Linked DNA regions of Mus musculus: all the other regions are linked to region 1. The links are chromatin contacts, called in public HiChIP or PLAC-seq and promoter capture Hi-C maps. All regions are on one chromosome and are shown on one strand. The core of a region is the stretch at or near the end of the contact, and the rest is flanking DNA. Distances in the headings are between cores, read along the strand shown. Region 1 holds the start of Mrm2 (mitochondrial rRNA methyltransferase 2). Region 2 has its middle 18 kb from the start of Elfn1. Region 3 overlaps Elfn1 (leucine rich repeat and fibronectin type III, extracellular 1). Region 4 overlaps Elfn1 (leucine rich repeat and fibronectin type III, extracellular 1). Region 5 overlaps Mad1l1 (MAD1 mitotic arrest deficient 1-like 1).

Region 1 (3,841 bases), core at 409-2,908:
TTTTTAAAATATTTATTTGTTTGTTTGTTTGTTTATTATATACACTGTAGCTGTCTTCAGACACTCCAGAAGAGGGCATCAGATCTCATTACGGATGGTTGTGAGCCACCATGTGGTTGCTGGGATTTGAACTCAGGACCTTTGGAAGAGCAGTCAGCGCTCCTAACCGCTGAGCCATCTCACCAGCCCCCCAAAATAAATATTTTTAAAACCCTATACGTTCTCGAATAAAAAAATCCAACAACCCTATATGTGCACAATATAAGTTAAAATTTAAAAACAGAATAAGAAGAAAGGGAAAGAAAAGGGACCCGGAAGCTTAGGCCTGGTGCTGAGGTAAGTCAGGAGAAGAAGTGGGCTTAGCATTGGCCTGTGTTCTGACTTGCCTGTGCCTGAGCCTCTGGCTTCCTGACTCAGCAAAGTCAGCCATCTCTTATTAAGCACCGGCTGTATACAGCTGTCTTTCATAGCCACAGGATATCCACAGGATATCTTTCATATCCACAGATACCAGGATACCTTACCCTTCCATGGATACTGGGATTAAAGTATGATGAAATCACTTCTTTGAAATGGCATATTTGCCTGTAACTTACAGACATCCTCCGGCCCACTTTACATGCAAACTATGTAAATTGTTTTCATGTAGGGAGTGATGACAAATGTCCTCACATTCCATACAGATGAGTGATTTGTTTTGCAAGGATTTTAAACGAGACAGAGTTGTGCCATGTTCTCCATTCTGGACTTAAACTCACAATCTTCCCGCTCAACCACCTGAGTGTAGAATGACAGGCGTGCACCAGCGTGCTCAGCTCCTTGTCTCAGTGAAATGAGCAGTGAGGACATAGATTGGAATCAGGTAGAATGGGTGTGGCTATGGCTCTGTTGATTGGCATTGCTTCAAACAGAGTCCCCATACTGTTTCCCTTTGCAATGGAAATGGGAGTGGGTGGGTAGGGGAGTGGGGGGGAGGGTATGAGGGACTTTTGGGATAGCATTGGAAATGTAAATGAGGAAAATACCTAATAAAAAAAGTAAAAAAAAAAAAAAAAAGACTAAGAACAGAGTTTAAGACTTACTTTCTTCGTTTCTGAGGCGAAAACTAGTGCTCCGAGGTCAAATGGCAGAGCCTAGAAGCAAACAAGGGTGTCCTGGTAGCTGTGATAGGTGGTAAATCGGATGTGTGTCAGGGAACTTTGGACAACCTTTGGTCTGAATTGAGGTCAAGTGTTGCAGGTGTTGGAGACAATGCACATGGAGTGCAGAGCCCAGAACCTGCCTGCAGGGGGCACTCTGCAAATGCCGTTCCCTAGCCTCCCCTCCCAGGGGCTATGGCCGGTACAGACAGGCTGCAAACTGCCCATGCATCAGCTTACCGCCCAGGTCCCCTCTCCCTCTCATTTCTGCTCCCTACTCTCTGTAGTTTCCCTGGTCTTCCCGACCTCAGGCCTGCCCAGTACCCCAGTTTTCCTGGTGGGTTTGAAGCTGCTCTCTAGTCCTTCTACCCCTTCTCTCCCCAGATTTTCCCTGGCACCCCACTCCCGACCTCCAGCGTCTCTCCCGCACCCAGATCTCATTCGCCCGGGACCATCCATACCTTCGCGCCCCAGCCAAAGTTTCCCGGGGCGGAGCCTCGCGTTGGAAGCGAGGGCGGGACTTCCGGCGGCGGGAGGAAACCACCAGCAAGCAGCAATGGCCGGGTGAGTGAGTTACGGCGTCTGCCTGCGCTAAAAGGACGTCTTTGCATACAGGAACGGAGTGGATGACAGTAGTAGGGAGCTCAGTGAATTGTGTTGCAGAGGGGTGCTGGCGACCTCCGTCCCGGGGAGCGGGACACGGGTGTACGATGTTTATTCATGTACAGACGTGAGTGAGTGAGGCTTGCAACATAGAAATAGGTGTATGGGCTCCGTGGATAAAGCTGTGCATTCGGGAGGATTGGGGTTCGGATCCCCAGAGCCTACAAAATACTGGACATGTGTGCTGACCAAATGTAACCCCAGTGCTGGGGAGGCAGAGAAAAGGGGTCCCTGGAGAAAGCTGGCGAGATAGACTGGCAGGTTGGCGACCTTACATCAATACATAAGGTAGAGAGCAAGCGAAGGGGACGTCCCTTCTCTACTTTGGACCCCCATACACAGGCAGACACATGTGCACATACATGCTAATACACATGCGTGCATGCATATCGCACATACATATGCAGAAACAAAAAGGTTGAACCAAGACTTTCTTGCCTCTCTGTGTAATGCCCACCCGCTAACTCTTTTTTCGTCATTTCAGGCATCTGAAGCTGGTAGGCGTTCCCCTTAAGGTTCGGAGGTTACACACAGCAGTGTGTCACTACAGGGGCCGGACCGGCGCTGAGCACCTGTGGCTCACGCGGCATCTAAAGGATCCGTTTGTGAAGGCCGCAAAGGTGGAGAGTTACCGCTGCCGCAGTGCCTTCAAACTCCTGGAGATGAATGAGAAGCATCAGATCCTGAGGCCCGGTCTCCGGGTGCTGGACTGCGGGGCAGCTCCGGGAGCCTGGAGTCAGGTGGCAGTGCAGCGCGTCAATGCCACAGGCGCAGGTGGGACCTGCTGGACTCCCAGCTCCTCTGACTACTGCTAGTGAGCAGCTCTTACCTAGAGACATTGTTTGAGGCTCTTTCTAAGTAGGTTTAGAGATGAGAGTTACAGAAATACGACACAGGCTGGGTACAGGACACAGCTGCTAAGTAAAGTCAGGCCCCGCAGGCCTACGAGGTGGAGGCAGGATTAGAAGTTCAGGGTCATCCCAGCTACATGGTATGTCTGTACTAGAGAAAAAAAAAAGGGCAGAGGTAGGGGGTTGGGAAGGGAGCACAGGGTGGTGGTGATGCTATGAAGATGGGTTAGTCAGCAGTGGTTCTCACTCTGGGCTGTGACCCACTGGCTTGGTGGTTGAATGGTGCATGCCGGTAAGGCTGACAAGCTTGAGTTCTCGCCCCAGGATTTACACTGTGGACGGGAGAATTGACACCAGAAAGTTGCTGTGTGGACTCCACAAATGTGCCGTGGCGTGTGCTCACTTGCTTATATACCCTCTCACATACATGATTAAATAAGCAAAATGTTTAAAAAAGAACAAAGAAGAAAACCACAGGAGTTGGCGGACAGCCTGGGTTCGCACTATGTCCCTTTCTCTAAACAAAACAAAAAGCCCCAGAAAACTAAACAATAATGGCTTCCTTTGCTTTCTGTTGCTGTCATAAGCACCATAACCAGACACTGTGAGTAGGAAAAGGTTTCCACCTGGGCTGGGGGTCTGGGCCCTGTAAGAAAGCAGGCTCTTCGAGCCAGGGGAGCAGGCAGGCTGTGCGAGCCAGGGGAGCGGGCCAGTCAGCAGCACCCTCCATGGCCTGTGCATCAGCAGCTCCTGCCTCCAGGCTCCAGCCTTGATTGAGTTCCTGTTCTGGCTTCTTTCAGTGACAGTGATATGGATGTGTAAGTCACGTAACCCCCTTCTTCTCCAACTGGATTTTTGGTTATGGTGTTTCATCACAGCAGTAGAAACTCCAAGACAGCAGGGTTTGGGGACAGGACTACTAATGTGTCCCTGAAGCCTAGGAGCTCTTGGAGGTCCCACTGGGGCCACTGGATTCCTTACTCTGGGAATGTGATAGGCTGTGTACTGTGTGTGTGTGTGTGTGTGTGTGTGTGTGTGTGTGTGTGAAATGGTGCCCAAATAGGAAAGAGAAAAAGCGAAAAAACAGCTGCATCTGTGACATTGCCCAGCTGTGGTGGCTATACCTGTGACCCTAGCCCTCTGGTGGTAGAGACAGGAGAACCAGGAATCCCAGGCCTGAGTCACACA
Region 2 (3,841 bases), core at 958-3,457, 440 kb after region 1:
AGGCACGCATGCAAAAACTAAGATGGGAAGAGATTGGGCAAAACACTGGGCACTGACATCTGGCCTCAGCATGCACTCACACACACTCATACACACACACACACACACACACACACACACACACACACACACACACGCTCACACACACACTCACACATATATACACACACATACTCACATACACACACTCTCATACACACTCACATATACTCACACTCACACACACTCGCTCACACACACTCACACACTCATACTCTCACACACACACTCACACACAAACATACGCATGCACAGACTCACGAACTCATGAGCAGAGGCACCCACACACACATGTGCAAAAACACACTACATGCATATACACAAGAAAAGGAATCTCTCAGGGAGTGCTTGCTGAATGAATGACTGATCAACAGTCCTAAGTTTGTGTCTATACAAAGATGGGGAGACTGTAACTTGAGATAAAATGGCCTCACACACACCCTAGAGGGAAGGCTTGCCAGGGGAGGTGCTGGGAAGAGTCCAGGAGGAGGCAGGGCTGGGGGAACGATACGATATGGAGGTGCAGAAGGGCTTTAGGTTCTCCAAGCCAACCCTGAGGCTAAGAATCCCCCATCCCTGTGTGTATCATTGTGGCTAAGAGTCAGGGCCGGGAGAGGACAAGGGAAGTCACCCTGATAAGGAACCAAACGCAGAGGTGGACAAGTGAGTGAGGAGGAAAATAATCATAAAAGATGGGTTTTATTTTTACAAAAAGTTCACCAGGAAAATGTCTGCCTCGTTCCAGAGGCCCTCCCCGAAACACTCAAAAAAAAAAAAATTGAGACTGCAAATTAAGAAAATGAAAATAGCTCGCGACTTGCCTGAGACCACGGAGAGTAACCCTAACATGCAGGGAAGGAGGGTGAGTGGGAGGGCGGGCAGAGGGAGGGTGGCACTGCCCTGGGAACCGATAAACATTACTCTGCCCCTGAAATAGCAAGAGCGGCGGGCAGAAAAAAAAACAAAAAACAAAAACGGACAGATCATCTATCACGGAGAGGAGATGGATGGCTCCTGCTGACCAAAGAGGCTAAACTGGTCCATCCAGGGGGCTGAGGCCCGGTGCGGGGGAGGGTCTGTGCTGTTCAAAGATAGGGTCCCTGTGTTACAGCAGACAGACCCTTGGGTGCAGGGAATCCCTCCCATGGTAGGGGCTGAACTCAGAGCATCCTGTGTGTGTCCACCAGGACACTGGCCCAAGCAGGCTCCATTCCTGTCTGAGCAACCCCACCACATACAACAAGCACCAGACACTGAATAGTTCTCACTGTGTCCACAGTGTGGGGCTGTAGTTGGAGTATACTCCCAAAGCACAGTGGGTACTAAGACTCAATACCAAACAGACAGAAGAAGAAAAGCAAGAACTGATGTCTCAGACCGACTCACAGCTACTCAGAGTAGGCTGAGACAGGAGGATTATAAGATTAGGACCAGACTAGGCTATAGTGTTAGTTCCACATCTGCGGGGACAACTGAGAGACTTCGACTTAAAATAGAGGGCTAGGAGCATAGCTCAGCGGTAGAACATGCATCTAGAATCCCCTAGTGAGGGGCTGGGGGCGTGGCTCAGTGGTAGAGCCCCTGCCTAGAATCCCCCAGTGAGGGGCTGGGGGCGTGGCCCAGTGGTAGAGCCCCTGCCTAGAATCCCCCAGTGAGGGGCTGGGGGCGTGGCTCAGTGGTAGAACCCCTGCCTAGAATCCCCCAATGAGGGGGTGGGGTGTGACCCAGTGGTAGAGCCCCTGCCTAGAATCCCCCTGTGAGGGGCTAGGGGCGTGGCTCAGCAACGCTAGAATGCTACAGGCCCTGATTTCCATCAGCAGTACCACAAAACTAAATAGTCCCCAAGAATACCCTGAGTTCTCTTTGTACTGAGGTCAAGGACATCCTCCTAACCATACTAAATAAATGACCCTGGTCCTGGCCGACTGGAGCTATGGCGGACTAGTCCTTACACAAAGAGCTCTCTTTCTCTAAGACTACTGAGACTCACAGGCAATAGCTGAAATACCAGCTTAAATGAAATATTTAGCATAAGGAAGTACCTGGGCCTTTTCCCCTGATGGGGGACCACAGAGAGCACTATGAAGGACCACCCAGCCAGTCCCAGGGTGACAGCAGCCACCGAAGGTCCCACAAGCCCAGCTGTGTACCCAGAGCAGCCTCGCTGCCCCCTCTCCGCAGCCTCCCTGGAGACCCTACAAGAGACAGATGGAGAGAGCAAAGAGGAAGGTGGGGACAGATGGGGAGGTGAGAAAATGAGGAGAAAAGCAGACAGACGGCAGGAAGGAGGCAGGGGACAGAGAGGACGAGAGAGACTTCCCGGGACAGAGCCATTTCTGGACCCCACCACCTACACAGGGCTCGCTCTTCTCTCCCTCCCCGACCAAGTCCTTGCCTCGCCTGCCAGAGCAGATTTCTCCACTTCCCCAAGCCTACCCGCTTCCCAGGACTCTGCCTCCCGGGGTTTCTTCCCAGGGCTGAATTCTGTTCTTAGAAGAGAGATCTTTCATCCTGTGCAAATGACTTAATTCAGGGGAAAAAAAAAATCAAACTCCCTTTCCACCTGCAGACAGCCAGGGCTGCCCCTGATCCATCAAGTGGAGAATCCCAGAGCTACCCAGACCAGTGCCTATTTTTAATGTCCTCTGGACCCCCCAGGACCACCCGGAACAAACCCTACCTGAACTCCATCCATTCGATGGCTAATACCCACAGCGGATGTGGAAGATTGCATCCGAGGGCCTGCAGGACAGGGCAAGGCTTCTTCCCCAGTGATCAGAGTCAGCAGCTTGCCCTGCCCCACCCCAGCCCCAGCCCCCTCCCCAGGCCAAGGTGGCTCCAGCCAGGACCCCAGCCTCCCTGCTCCCAGCCCCCCTCACTGTGACACCAAAGCCCTCCGGTTCTAGCATTTCCCAAGGGTCAATTAAGATGTCTGGAGTTGATTAGACTCTGACACTGATGAAGCCCAGAGGTAATTAGCAAGTGGAAAAAAAAAGTTTTGATTAGTCCTCGGCATAATTCTCTCCAATTATTCAAAGTTCATGCCTGCAGGAGGTGGAGTGCCCCAGGAATACTTATTTATATCCAGATTTTTTTTCTCCCCGACCAACTTTATGCATCCAGTGACTCTTCAGGACTTAAACTTGTTTAGTTGGAGACCTGGGCAGGGGGCCAGGCTGAGACAGTCAGAAGCAGAGGGGCTCAGCTGAGGGGCACAGGGTCTCTTGCTTTTAGGACAGATCCTGGGGGTCCCCCCACAAATTCGCTCACTCAGCACCCAGAGAATTTTGGGGGTGATAATGCCTCTACCTTTTCTCACCGTGACCTTTGCACCCCAGGAGGCAGGGGTCCATACCCTGTTTATAAGAAGCTCAGGGTGAAGGCTGGAGTCAGGCAGGTGCAGACCTGTGCCTGCGCCTCGCCTTTCCCTGCCCCCATCCCTCACCACTCTGATGGTGAAGGCAATCCTTGCTTATGGCCTGAGGCCCAGATCAAGCCCCCAAGTCCCTTTTCTGGAAGTGATCATGGTTTACAAAAACGGGGACCACTGTGCTGGGCAAAAGGCCAAGGTGCCCTCCAAGCCCTGCTGGGTGTCACTGGTAATCTATTTCTCCCCTGAGCCTCCATGCCTGCCTCTATAGGATATGAAGATCTGTAGCGCATAGAAAATCCTGGGACAGATGTGAGGGATGCTCTAGGGACTCCAGTTGACCTGGAAGAGCCCAGCCTAGACATCCTGGGGTGTGGACAGTCACGGATGCTCCCAGAGAGGAGAGGTGAATGGGGGATGAGCTAGCTGGCC
Region 3 (3,841 bases), core at 402-2,901, 400 kb after region 1:
AGTGCTTAAGGCCTGAAGAGAAGGGGCTACAGACCTGTGCCTTTCTATATATAGCTCTGGCTATGCTCAACTCCGCCAGAGCAGAAAGCTGGTTTGTCCCCGCCCAGCAGGGGGCGCTCTGTGGTCCCAGTGCTGCCATTGTGGATATGTAGAGCTTGACTGAGCACCTCTTGGCAGTCAATCAAGTTAAAGGAGAGACCAAGAGACTCCAGTACAGGCTGGGGACGTGGCTCAGTGACAGACTGCTTACCTAACATATATGAACTCCTTCCTGGGTTCCACGCCTAGGACTGCATAGACCCAGCCTGATGGCGGACACTGCAATCCCAGCACTTGGGAGGTAGAGGCAGGAGGATCAGAAGTTTAAGGTTATCCTCCGCTGAGCAAGCCTGGGCTACAAAGGTGCCTTAAAGGTGAGAGAGCAGCTGGAGAGAAGGCTCAGCAGGGAAAAGCACTTGCCACCAAGCCTGAGTTTGATCTCAGGACCCAGTGCGATGGAAGGAGAGAGAACTGACAACTGAAGCTTGGGAGCTGTCCTCTGACCTCCACAGGCTCACCATGATATGTGCCCAAGTGCAAGCATGAGCGTGCACATACACACTCACACGCACGTAATAAAAACGAAGCAAGAAACTCAGGTACAGATCCCCCATCCCCACAGGGACAGATGGCGGTGACCTGCACAGTCATAGGCCCTTGAAGGCTGTCACTCAAAGTTTGGCAAGAGCAGCTAGTTAATCAGGCCAGGTGACCGTGACATCTATGCTTCTGAGGCTCACGCCCACCTCCTCACTCCCAAAGGGACTTGGCACCTGGACAGGAGGGTGTCCCTAACTCCGTCTATCTCTGAGGGCTGTGGGGGAACATTCAGGACCTATTCCCAGTGTCACTGGCTTGTGCCTGCTCGGTAACAAGTGGTCAGAGCAGGAGAGAAGCCAGGAATCCCCTCCTTGGCCTCACCCCACACCTCCCTCCAGCTCTCCTCCTCCAGCCTTTGTGACGTCACTGCTGTTGCCATGGGAACCCTGCCAGCCCGAGCTGGATGACTTCACATGCGGGTGGGGAGCGCCTGAGCCATAGGTCTCAAGACAGAGTTCTCCAGCAATCAGCCAAATGGCAAAAGAATCATTGAACCACTGGGTAGCTGGGTTTTAAGGCAAGGGCTCCACCCACTCCACCCATGCCTGGAACAGGAGCAGGGGGGTGGGGGGTGGGGCAGAACCACTTCCTCTCTCTCCATGAAGGTGGGAGAGGAAGAGTAAGGAACCCATGTTCTCCTGGGCTGCCTGAGGATCCAGGGTCAGCAGCTTGAGGACTCAGTTTACCTTCCCAGAAAATGGGAATGAGCCCCCCCCCCCCCAACATGCTGCTGATCTGTCATCAAGGACCACACAGAACTAAATCCTGACCAGACGGGCCTGTGACTCATCCTGTAGGAATCACAGTTAGGGGCTTCCAGAAGATTCTCCTAAACCCAAAGCCTCTGCCCAAGAACCCCAGACGGCCCTGCCCACTCTGGGGAGCCCCTCCCTTGTAACTCCCTAGCACCAGCAGAGATCTCCCGACACCTGCTCTATGCCTCACCAGGACACACTGCTGGGGTTGCCATGGGGACGAGCAGGGGGGAGCAAGTGCGGGGTGCACACAGCTGCGCTCGAGCACACGGGATGGGGAAGCACACATCCGTGGATATTTGACTCTCTCCATGGTCATACGGGTATAGCGGCCCCACCGGGTGACTGTATAACTACAGATATGCACACTCTGCACAGGGTCTGCTAGCACACGTGTTTGTGCCCTCACGAAAGATGTGGCTCCCCCGGCACACACTTGCAGGCTGGGCACATAACTCTGGGGCCCTACCAGCCTTTGGCACCCAAGGCCGATGCATCTGCCCAGACAGAGGATACAGGCCTCCCTGGAACCTCCTCAGGACACATCACTTCGACACAGTCAGGCTCCCCTGGATTCGGAAAAAACCCTCCAGCCATAACCACCTCCAAACCTGGATGCCACATCTCTGAAGTTTCTGGAACCCCACAAGGAAGAGGAAGCCACACCTGCTCCAAGCCAGACCCCCCAGAAGGGAGTCTGCTTCTAGATCACTTCCTGGGTACTCTATGTACCCCCAAGGAGAGTCCACGGTGACCTCCCAAGTACCCTCTCCATCATGAGTGCTGGGATGACAGGCAAGTGCCACCGTGCTGGGTTAATGCTGTGCTCTACCCATTGCCTAGACAACAAAACTGAGGTTCAGAGTAAATCGTCCAGCCTGCATGGTGCAGACAGGGAGGCCACACAGGGCCTCACAAGCATCTTTGCTCTGCCCGTAGCCTCGATCGGCTCAGACCCCTCCTGGGCTTCTACTTCCTTCAGCTCTGGCGCTCGCTCGGGAAACCAGCCTTCCTAGCTTCTAATTAAGGAAACAAGCCCAGAGAAGGAAAGTAACTCGACCAAGGTCACAGAGCCCTGAGAAAAATCTTACAGGAGCTGCTGGGGGTTGAGAAGCAGGCGTTGGGGGGAGGGCTCTAGAGGGCCCTCTAGAGCCCTCCCCCCAGCTTCCAGCCAGAGGAAGCAGCCGCGGGGGCGGGCAGGCAGGCAGGCAGGCAGGCAGGTCACCGCCCAGCGCTTCCTGCCTCTGTCTTTGCATCTGATACATTCAATGAAGACCAGAAGCCTCCTAATACAATTTAGAGCCCCGTGGCCACAGCCGCCTCTAATGATTAGCTCTGATTTTTCTTGGCTGTCTCTTTGAGACTCCATGCAAATGAGCCTCCTCCTCTTCCCAGCCCAGTCCCTCCTCCTGGCCCCGAGGACGGACAATGAATGAGTGTCTAAGACTAAGGGAAACCTCAAACCTCCCGGCAGCCCAACCTGTGCCTACAGCCCTCACCATGCTGAAAGCCCTGGAAAACCTAGCCCATGCAGGAGTGCCGGCTGATGCTATTCAGACCTTGGGGTCCCCTGCATAAAGGGCGGGGGGTGGCTAGAACACACTCTTTAAGAAGCTGAAGGGTCCTTAAGAGGCAGCTCATAACCAGTTTCCACCTCTGAGGGTGGGGGAGGCAATGGGGCTCAGCTGGGAGAGGGTTCCCCCAGCAAGCAATGAAGGCCTGGGTTCTATTCCCAGCACCACATAAACCCAGTGTAATAACAATGCCTATCATATAGCACTCAGAAAGCTATCCCAAGGTACTTAAGGAGTTTGGGGTAGCCTGGGCTACATGAGATTTTTTTTTTTTTTTTTTAAAGAGCAAAGGCATTGGTAGACATGGGGAAACTTGAGGCCCAGAATCAAGAACTGACTTGTCTGAGGTCAAGACTCAGGAGTATCTCCCCTGGGTCAGTGAGGTCGCACACAGCACTCTAGAAATTCCATCAGCCACCCCACCCCATTCTGCATGACACGACAGCCCTGCCAGGGGCCTGGCGGACAGACACCACTGGTGGAGAATGCAGAATCGGCCTTTAAATACCTCAGCGATTTCATGCCCTGCCGTCTCCCATTCCCGAGCTGCCCGAGGCGCCGGGCCGAGAGGCTGGGACCTAATGAGCTGTGAAGGTCTATTTTTCAAAGTTAAACATCTCCCAGGCTCCCTGGCCCAGCCTTTAGACACAGCCTAGCAACACTCCTGTGCCGAGTCAAGACAGGCTCTTCAGGAGGCCATCTTCTGAGATCCCACCATGCCTGCATCCATCACCACCCACAGATGCTGCCCGAAGCGCTATGCCAGTAGTTGACTTGTGGGACAGAGAGACGGGGGGGGGGGGGGGGTGGATAAGGCTGGAGATGCAGAGGCAAACTCTGGGAGCAGTGGCACCCAGCCCAGCCTTCAAAGGC
Region 4 (3,841 bases), core at 895-3,394, 360 kb after region 1:
CATACCAAAGAGGCAGCCCAGGATGGTCATGATGTAGTGGGTGGCTGTGGAGGGGCTGGGCACGGGGCCCGGTGGGCTGGGCGGCTTGGGCAGGCAGATGGTAAGGCAGGTGTGGTTATGATGGGTGCCGGAGCTGGTAGAGACCACGCAGTATGTGTAGTTGGTGAGTGTGTAAAGATTGGTGAGGCGGATCTCCTCCTGAGGCTGGGTCAGCTTGGACACGGTGAACGATTTGCTGTTATTGTACTGCTCCAGCGTGTACATGCGGTTGAACGGGCTCGGCAGCTGCACCATGATGGTGGCCGAATTTTGGGTCAGCTGCTTGACCTTCATGGAGGGACGGGCCTCTGTCTGAGGGACCAGCGTAGTCAGGATCACCAGCGGCGTGGTGCCATCTCCGGAGAAGCACTCGTCATCAGCGCAGGGCATGTCACTAGGCTCTGGTGGAGGCGGAGGTGGCGAATGTCCCGGCTGTGACCGGCCTGGCACCGGACGGGGTGGGCCAAGCACCTCAGCAGTGTAGGAGCCCTCTGTGCACACAGACTGAAGCTTGCTAAGGATGCTACGTTGGTGGCCGTGGCGGCCCTGGCCCAGGAGGAAGTAGCCTGCGTAGACAGGAGGAGACTCACACTGCACCCGGTCATGGGTCTGTGTGGCGTTGGTGAAGGCAGCCAGCCAGCGCAGGAAACCCAGCAGCTCACAGGAGCAGTAGAAAGGGTTGCTGTAGATCTCACACACCGAGAGCTTGGTCAGGCCTGCGAAGGTGCCGCTGCCCAGCTGCTGGATGCGATTCATGGAGAGATCTATGTTGACGATGTTGGGACACTCCCAGAAGGCGCTGGCCATCACCACCTCGATGAGGTTGGCCTGTAGGTACAGGTACTCGAGCTTGCTCAGGCCCCGCAGCATGCCCTCCGTGAGGTTGCGCAGCCGGTTGTAGCCCAGCTGCAGCACCTGGAGGTTGAACTGGCCGGAGAAGGCCCCGTCCTCGATGTAGCCGATCTCGTTCTTGGTGAGGTTGAGGTATGTGAGGTTTCCGAAGCGGCTCAGGGAGGCGTACTGCACGCTGCGGATACGGTTCTCGTTAAGCCGCAGGTCCACGATGGTGTTGTTGATCTGTTGGGGGATGGCCTCATAGGGTGGCTGGTTCTGGCTGCAGATGGCCAACCACACGAAGCCTTTGTCACCCTCAATCAGCCAGCAGTCACCTTGGGCCAGCCCACCCGCGTGCAGTAACGTGGCGGCTGCCACAAGTACCCACGCTGTACCCCACCCGTGCCCAGCCATCTCGGGACACTGCCTGTGGGGATGGGGGGAGGGCTGGGCAGTGGGCCCCCCCAGGGGACTTAGGGGTGGGATGGATCACTGCCTGCACTGTCAGAGATGTCCTGTCCCAAGCTGCATGACGCAGGTGTCGGGAGGGAGAATGGCTCCCTCACTGCCCGCCGCCCTTTGTCGTCCTCCCCGGTCCCAAGGTGGCCACAGCCTGTTTTCCCATGGGCCTGTGTATCCTGGTGGCTTCGCCCGGTTCCTCTGCCTGAAGTACTCTCTGCTGCAAGAGAAAAGAGAAGAGAGTAAGTCACAGAAAAAAACCACATCCAAAGTCACTGGGTGACTGACTGAAGAATTCCGCTGAGCCACCCACCACTGTCTGCTGTGAAACAGAAACCATCATGCTTGTCCCAGATCATCAGGCTGGGCTGAGAGAGTCTGAGATCATCAAGAAAAGCAGACCTCCCTCAGGTCCAGTTTCTTCATGTACAACGTGGACAAGATGTCCCCTTGAGTGGCCAGCTTAGAGGTATCACAGTTACGGAGGCACAGCCTCAGATCCGCAGGGAAACAGCCTAGAGAAGAGACTCAGAGTTCTTTAGGCAATGAGTGGCAGAGCTGGCTAAGGGCAGGGCATCCATCTCTTTGAGTTATTGGCTCTCTGCCCGGCCCCCTTGGACCGCTTCGAAGTCACTTCTCCCCAAGAAGGGACAGCCACAGCACCTTCAGAACTGCCTGCAGGGGGTGCCGAACACCCAGCCAATGCGCGGGCCTGAGGCAGATCACCTTTTTTCTGCCCTAGAAGAGGCAGGCAGGGAAGTGGCCTGGCACGCTCCTGCCATGTGGCCCAGTGAACCATCCTCATGAATCAGCTAGCTGAACTCTGAGGCCATTCATCCACGTGGCACGCAGGACTTGAAGCTGTCCCCGAGTAGCAGTGGAGGAGGAACAGCCTGCTCTACCAAGTTCTTCTGGGATGGAGGGAGACAGCAAGATGACTCAGCAAATCAATGGGATTGCTGCCAAGCCTGATGACCGGAGTTCAATCCCCAGGGCCCACATGGCGGAAGGAGCCATTCAGCTCCTACAAGTTGTCCTCTGACCACGCCCCCACACAAATACAATTAATAAAGAAATGTAAAATATTTAAAAACAACAACAAAAAAGAAGTCATTTCTAAGCTTAACAAAAACATCACCCGGTTCCCAGGGCTAGGGCCACCTCTCTACACCTCACACCCCAAATTTGCATACATGCTTGGGCCTCTCTACCTCATGTCACCCTTGGCCATGTACACCAGGACCGTGCCCTTCCCCAATTCTCAGAGCCCAGATGACATGTGAATAGGACTGTGGGGTGACAGGAAGAGACCTCATGGTAGAACTGGGGTCCTTCACACCATGCTCCCCACCCTGCCCACTTGTGGGACGGAGAAATGAGTGTTAGCTTGTTAATACAGGGATTTACAGCAGCCTCCGTCACTGCTCAGTGGCCTGGCCAGCAGCCAGCAGAGTGTATTTCACCAATATTGACAGCTGAAACTAGGCAGCACTGAGGCGACAAAAATGAGGGAATATATATATATTTTTTTCCTTTTTGCAAACACTATAAGCAGAACCTGGCTCCCAAGGGAATCCATTTCTGACAGAGAGAGATGAAGTGGACAGATTGGAGGTCCAGAGGAACCCAAGTACTACCTTGGGGTGCAGTTGCTTAGGGTCTGCTTGAGCCTTGTGCACCGGAGCTGGAAAGGGGACATAGGACAGTGGGGTGGCATGATCCTCCCCTGCACAGGAAAGCTCAAGCCGGAGCTGGTAGAGTCTGTCTTGAGCACCCTGGCCCGGGTGGGCAGAGCCTTTCTGTCCCAGCCTCCGGGATGGGTGGCGCCTGGCAAGAGATCTTAATCAGCTGTAATCTCTTGCTCAAAATAACTGAAAGTCGAGTTAAGAAGGATTACAGGCCCAAAGAGGCGCCTCGGTGTCTCTTGCAGAGTGCTAGCCTCCTACGCACACAATTGCAGGTGTGCACTCGGACATTTGCAATCCTCTGTCCTCCTAGGCACGCATGCCTGTGCTCACCTACACACATGGGACAGGCTAAGTGGGGACCCCCAGGTCCTCTTTTGTCCCCTCTGGCCTCCTTCATACTCCTTTGTCACCACGTCACGCCATGCACGGCAGTCTAGCCGTTTATGCTATGATTCAGTATAGGAAACAGCCCCCTCTCCCCATCACCTCCCATTGGACCGAGCCTGCCAGATGGTGGTCTGCTGTATGAGGGCAGAGTACGAGGAACCCTGCTGCCAGCCATGGTCTGGCCATCTGAGTCTTCCTATAGTTGTCTGCCATCCTACACCCAAGCTTGTCAGCAGCGACGGGGTCTTCAGGATGGGCAGGACTCCGTGACTGTCCCCTCTACCTTGGTCAGCAGTCCCTCAAGTAAGGAAAGATGAATCCACCTCTCACGTTGCCTCTGCCTTACAGGGACTCCCACAACCTCAGCCTCACGGGCTGCAAAAGTTTCCTTCCATGCTTAGGATCAGGGAAACTGAGACTCAGAAAGAAAGGCC
Region 5 (3,841 bases), core at 419-2,918, 310 kb after region 1:
ATGCTGACCAAGGATGTTGACCACCCCCTCCCTATGCCCTTTTCTACAGAGAGCAAGACACTTTGAGCAGTCTGCAGGTGCCACCTCCAAAGCATCTGCCACGTCCTGAGTCAGCTGCACTCAGCCATCCTTCCCCTCACCTGCTTTCTTGCTGGTGGAGTTAGGAGGACACTTGGTTCCAAAGACCAGGTGGATTCAGGTGGTCACTTCCTTCTTCCCTCATCTCCTTCATGGTTAGACACTGCATCCCCCATCACCCTGTGGGTCTGGAGCACCCCTCTAGTGCACACAGTGTGTCAGTTGTAGAATCCTGGGAGTAAAGGAACTAATGAAGTGGCATCAGTCACCCATCCTGAAAGTGGTTTGTGACCTTCTGATCTCCCCCTGAAACTCTGCATTACTCAAGGGAGAGGTGGCACTGGTTGCTACCAGTGCAGCCTCAGGGCTGGCTGGAGCCTGCGGATATGAAGCCTATTGGGCAAGTGATTGGCCTGGAAATGGAGGACTGGTTCTTGTGTCATGTGGAGAATGGGAGATGGGTGAGCGCTGGGCTCACCATTCACTAGGTCACCACACATGCTGAGTTCTGAGCCAACTGAGGTGGGGCTGGCAAAGTCCCTGAGGCTGGCCAAGGTCAGACAGTGGCCTCTTCTGCACTGGAATTCTGTGCTTTGCATGTGACTGATCAGGGCTCACTTTGCATTAGGGCCCTGTCTCAAGTCAGCAAGGCTGCAAGAGGCTCTGAGTAGAGCCTGACCCTGGAGGGAAGCAGAGCCCCTTTCCTGCTGTTCAACTCCAGGGGCTTGTAGACCCTGTGCCTATTGTGAGTTAGTATGCCTGGGGCCTGCCCTCACCCTATAGGGCACACCTCATAGGGATGGTAGGTAAAATGACCATGGCTGCTCACCAGCCAGCTACACATTGTCTTCCACAGTCCTGACAAGACCCTGGGCAGGTATTGTCTCCCCACACCTGAGCCTGTGTTCCTGACCTCCCTGAGGAAGCTCTGAGACAGTTGGTGGAGCTCATCATGAGCAGCCTCTGTAGGGCCTATGAGCTGGCCCCTCCCCACCATGCAGCCTGAGGAAGTCCCTCGAAAGAGGTTTAAGTCTGGTACCTCCAATGCTGACCCTCAAGGAAAGGCCACAAGGTAGCCTCAGGAGAGGGCTATGTGGGAGCTTCCTGGCTAGGATCTGCTGTAAATACCCACCTAGAGTCCTGTGGGTAGCCTCCCATCTGAGATCCTCCTGGCCACCCATCTCTACCCTGTAAAGCACAAAGTCACAAACCACTGTGCTCTGTCAACCACAGACCTCTCCATTGCTCACAGATGTCAAAAGGCTGGGGTCATGGGAAAGCTGTGTTCCCTGGGAGCATGTCTAGATGTGTGTCAAGCTGGGTCCACCCTGTAGGAGGCTCAGTGACACTGGATGAGACACCTCTAAAATTGCTGGCTACTTTCTAAAATCGCCTTTTAATCCCAACAAAGACATAAATGGCTGTGAACAGTCCAACATGCCCTCCTGGCCACCCTCCCTCACACCAGTCCCATTGACTTTGTGGGCTCAGTCCTCTTACAAAAGAACGGACCTCCTCTGTGTTCCTCTCTCACCTACACTCACTCACTCACTGGTCCTGGCCAAAGGCTTCAACTGTGCTGAGCTCAGCAGGAGGGAGGGGCAGATCAGTGTCATGAGGCCATGGCCTCTGGGTAAAGAATGACTTAGCTCTCCTGCTCTGTGAGCCCTGGCCTCAGCCCAGCAGAGTCTTGCTGGCACTCTCTAAGAAGACTGGACCAGGACAAAGCCTGCCATTTCAAAAATGAGCCTGGAGCCTGGGTCTCCTCCCCAATCTTTGTTTTTGACTCCTTCATATTAGGACTCCCTGTAGGAGACATGCACTTTGGCAGTGGGATGTTTTAATTGCCTCTCAAAATAGCTTACAATAAAGAACACTAAACTGTGACTAACCAATTGTATTTAAGGAAGCCCTGGCACAGTCAGAGGTGGGCCAGCTGATGGAGCCTGCCCACTCACACAGTCATGGAGCTACCGTGTGGCCATGTAGGCCCTGACCCCCTCTGGGCTTCCTGCCACAGTCCCCTGGGCCGGTTTCAATTGAGTGTTCCCGAGAAGGGAGTGTTACTCTGCAGCATCAGTGAATATCCACAATCAGAGAACCTCAGCCCCAAAGCGAAAGCAGCCAGCAGCACGGGCAGCTGATGCTACCAGACTCTCCACACAGAAACTGTACCGTCAGAGACTCTTGAATAAAACAGCCAGGGCAGGAAGGGGCACTCCTCTTCATGGACCCTGCTTCCCTAAGCAGTCCAGTAGCCATTTTCATCCACCATCTCTATGTAACTCAGCCCTAGGGGCGAGCTTCTCCCTTGAGTCTCACACTAGTCTTGCTTTCCCTTGACATTGGAACTTTCAGCTAGCTAGCTCTCTCTCACCCAGAGGAGGAGGCACTGAGTTGGTCTGCAAGCTAAGCCATGGGAAGTGATCATGGACAAGTGACCTGCACGTGTGCATGTAGCATTTGATCCATGGACTCTGCCCTGTTCTATGTCCTAGAGGGTCCTGGATGTGCCCTGCACTTTCAAGGAGCCCATGAGCAGAGGGAGAAGGGAAGATCTGAGGCAGGGTCCATTGCCACCCTCTGAGGGCACAAGAGTATTGGACATGTGGCGGAGATGGATTGGGAAGGACCTAAAGAAGATACTTTGATGGATCTTTCTGGCACGGAGGACATGCATCCCTCCTCAATCATTCCTGAAGGTGCTCGCCTAGAGATGGCAAGGAACAGGCACCCAGTACCCTGGGGTCTTTCTTCCAGCAATTGCAAGATAGCCATACAGATCCTGAGTAGAGAGCAGAGCCACCCCTCAGGGCTGTAACCCGGAAGCTTGCCCATGCAGGGCTTCAGCCAGAGGAAGCCGGGAGCCAGGTGGGAAGGGCTGCATGTGGATCCCAGAATCCGTTGCCTCATCTCTCTTAATTACTGGCAGGGCAGTTGCTGAGTTGAACTGGAGCTGGAAAGCCTCAGTGAGTAATTACTGTCAGAAACACAAGATCTACAAAGCCGTAAGCTCACAGCTTGGTGATGTTACCGAGTCTAATTAAAAAACAAGAAAGAAAATTCTCTTTCATGATCGACTTTCAGGGCCAGTGAAAGATGAAAAGCAAGGCAGCTTGCAGTTGATGCCAACACCAAGGGTAAGTGAGCAGTCCACACAGAGACAGGCAGACATGCTAGGGTGGCCAGGGTCCCTGGGATGTCCTCAGCCAGGAAGCACCTGTGACTCACAAGAGGGCTAAGTCACCTGACATAACAGTGTCCAAGATGAGTACTACCTTTTGCGGTGCTGGGGACATTCCTATGAATAGACTTCTCCCTCCAGCCAGTCTCTACTGTAGGTGGTTGGGGAAGTTGACTTCTACCAGAAGCCCCTGCCCTGCCAGAGCCTCCAGCAGGCCTGCCTGAGGTGGGGCAGTGGGGCAGTGGTTTCTGGTAGCATAGGCACCTTTGAACCTTAGACCTTCTGAGCAGCCTCACTATTCTGGATTCCTCCTTGGGAAGAGGTTGCCATGGGCAGCACATCTCTGAAAACAGTTATTGACTGGATGCCCTGCTAGATGCCACCGGTCCATGTGGTGGGAACTAGATGGACGTCCGTCAGTCCTCGATGCAGCCAGCCTAGAAGGGTCTGCACAGAGGTGGATTCAGTATGGTGAGTGATGGAGACTTTGTGGCCTTCATCTCACGGTGCCCACGGCTGTCAGGAAGGCCAGGCAGCTGCCTTGTTAGTTCGTCTGCTTGAGAACTCCCAGCAGAGGCA

What was found. Promoter capture Hi-C pulls out the DNA fragments that hold promoters and counts their contacts. HiChIP or PLAC-seq counts read pairs in DNA pulled down with a chosen protein or histone mark.
Region 2: a contact with region 1 is called in a promoter capture Hi-C map of pre-B cells, with 4 times the contacts expected there. The contact joins the enhancer-like site here to the promoter of Mrm2 in region 1. A contact is called at or near these places in 19 of 39 promoter capture datasets (the 3T3-L1 cell line, 3T3-L1-derived adipocytes, the C10 cell line and 11 more), 24 of 115 datasets of contacts at active chromatin or transcription factors (the 230-238 cell line, the NIH/3T3 cell line, astrocytes and 14 more) and 2 of 9 other capture datasets (adipose tissue and embryonic stem cells).
Region 3: an H3K4me3 HiChIP or PLAC-seq map of embryonic basal ganglia shows a contact between it and region 1, with 3 times the contacts expected there. The contact joins the enhancer-like site here to the promoter of Mrm2 in region 1. A contact is called at or near these places in 19 of 39 promoter capture datasets (the 3T3-L1 cell line, 3T3-L1-derived adipocytes, the C10 cell line and 10 more), 1 of 484 Hi-C or Micro-C datasets (CD4 T cells), 28 of 115 datasets of contacts at active chromatin or transcription factors (the 230-238 cell line, bone marrow-derived macrophages, craniofacial prominence and 14 more) and 3 of 9 other capture datasets (adipose tissue, embryonic stem cells and liver).
Region 4: an H3K4me3 HiChIP or PLAC-seq map of stem cell-derived neural progenitor cells shows a contact between it and region 1, with 19 read pairs. The contact joins the enhancer-like site here to the promoter of Mrm2 in region 1. A contact is called at or near these places in 19 of 39 promoter capture datasets (the 3T3-L1 cell line, 3T3-L1-derived adipocytes, the C10 cell line and 11 more), 13 of 115 datasets of contacts at active chromatin or transcription factors (T-cell acute lymphoblastic leukemia, bone marrow-derived macrophages, embryonic basal ganglia and 6 more) and 2 of 9 other capture datasets (adipose tissue and pancreatic islet).
Region 5: a contact with region 1 is called in a promoter capture Hi-C map of 3T3-L1-derived adipocytes, with 4 times the contacts expected there. The contact joins the enhancer-like site here to the promoter of Mrm2 in region 1. A contact is called at or near these places in 5 of 39 promoter capture datasets (the 3T3-L1 cell line, 3T3-L1-derived adipocytes, liver and 2 more), 1 of 484 Hi-C or Micro-C datasets (the HL-1 cell line), 4 of 115 datasets of contacts at active chromatin or transcription factors (bone marrow-derived macrophages, embryonic limb bud and embryonic stem cells) and 2 of 9 other capture datasets (embryonic stem cells and liver).

What each region holds. Positions count from the first base shown.
Region 1 is chr5:140,329,715-140,333,555 of GRCm38.p6, reverse strand. Mrm2 (mitochondrial rRNA methyltransferase 2) reads left to right here and starts at 1,658. Exons shown (of 3, transcript NM_026510.1): 1 at 1,658-1,703; 2 at 2,287-2,576. The coding sequence starts at 1,696. It overlaps Nudt1 (nudix (nucleoside diphosphate linked moiety X)-type motif 1), which reads right to left and starts at 1,696. Exons shown (of 5, transcript NM_008637.2): 1 at 1,601-1,696; 2 at 1,083-1,133.
Region 2 is chr5:139,888,012-139,891,852 of GRCm38.p6, reverse strand. No RefSeq gene overlaps it. Among named protein-coding and RNA genes, the nearest start is that of Elfn1, 18 kb to the left of the region's middle. Within about 2 kb of position 2,207, at least 11 of the 459 cell types and tissues checked have an H3K27ac peak or open chromatin away from gene starts, as enhancers often do. A contact at or near this core is called in pre-B cells and pro-B cells, where this site is marked.
Region 3 is chr5:139,929,956-139,933,796 of GRCm38.p6, reverse strand. The region is part of intron 1 of Elfn1 (leucine rich repeat and fibronectin type III, extracellular 1); the gene reads right to left. Among named protein-coding and RNA genes, the nearest start is that of Elfn1, 24 kb to the right of the region's middle. Within about 2 kb of position 1,651, at least 149 of the 459 cell types and tissues checked have an H3K27ac peak or open chromatin away from gene starts, as enhancers often do. A contact at or near this core is called in craniofacial prominence, differentiating embryonic stem cells, embryonic basal ganglia and 5 more, where this site is marked.
Region 4 is chr5:139,968,689-139,972,529 of GRCm38.p6, reverse strand. Elfn1 (leucine rich repeat and fibronectin type III, extracellular 1) reads right to left here. Exons shown (of 2, transcript NM_001384186.1): 2 at 1-1,552. The coding sequence starts at 1,287. Among named protein-coding and RNA genes, the nearest start is that of Elfn1, 63 kb to the right of the region's middle. Within about 2 kb of position 2,144, at least 31 of the 459 cell types and tissues checked have an H3K27ac peak or open chromatin away from gene starts, as enhancers often do. A contact at or near this core is called in neural stem cells and stem cell-derived neural progenitor cells, where this site is marked.
Region 5 is chr5:140,022,263-140,026,103 of GRCm38.p6, reverse strand. The region is part of intron 17 of Mad1l1 (MAD1 mitotic arrest deficient 1-like 1); the gene reads left to right. Among named protein-coding and RNA genes, the nearest start is that of Gm30492, 71 kb to the left of the region's middle. Within about 2 kb of position 1,668, at least 91 of the 459 cell types and tissues checked have an H3K27ac peak or open chromatin away from gene starts, as enhancers often do. A contact at or near this core is called in 3T3-L1-derived adipocytes and neural stem cells, where this site is marked.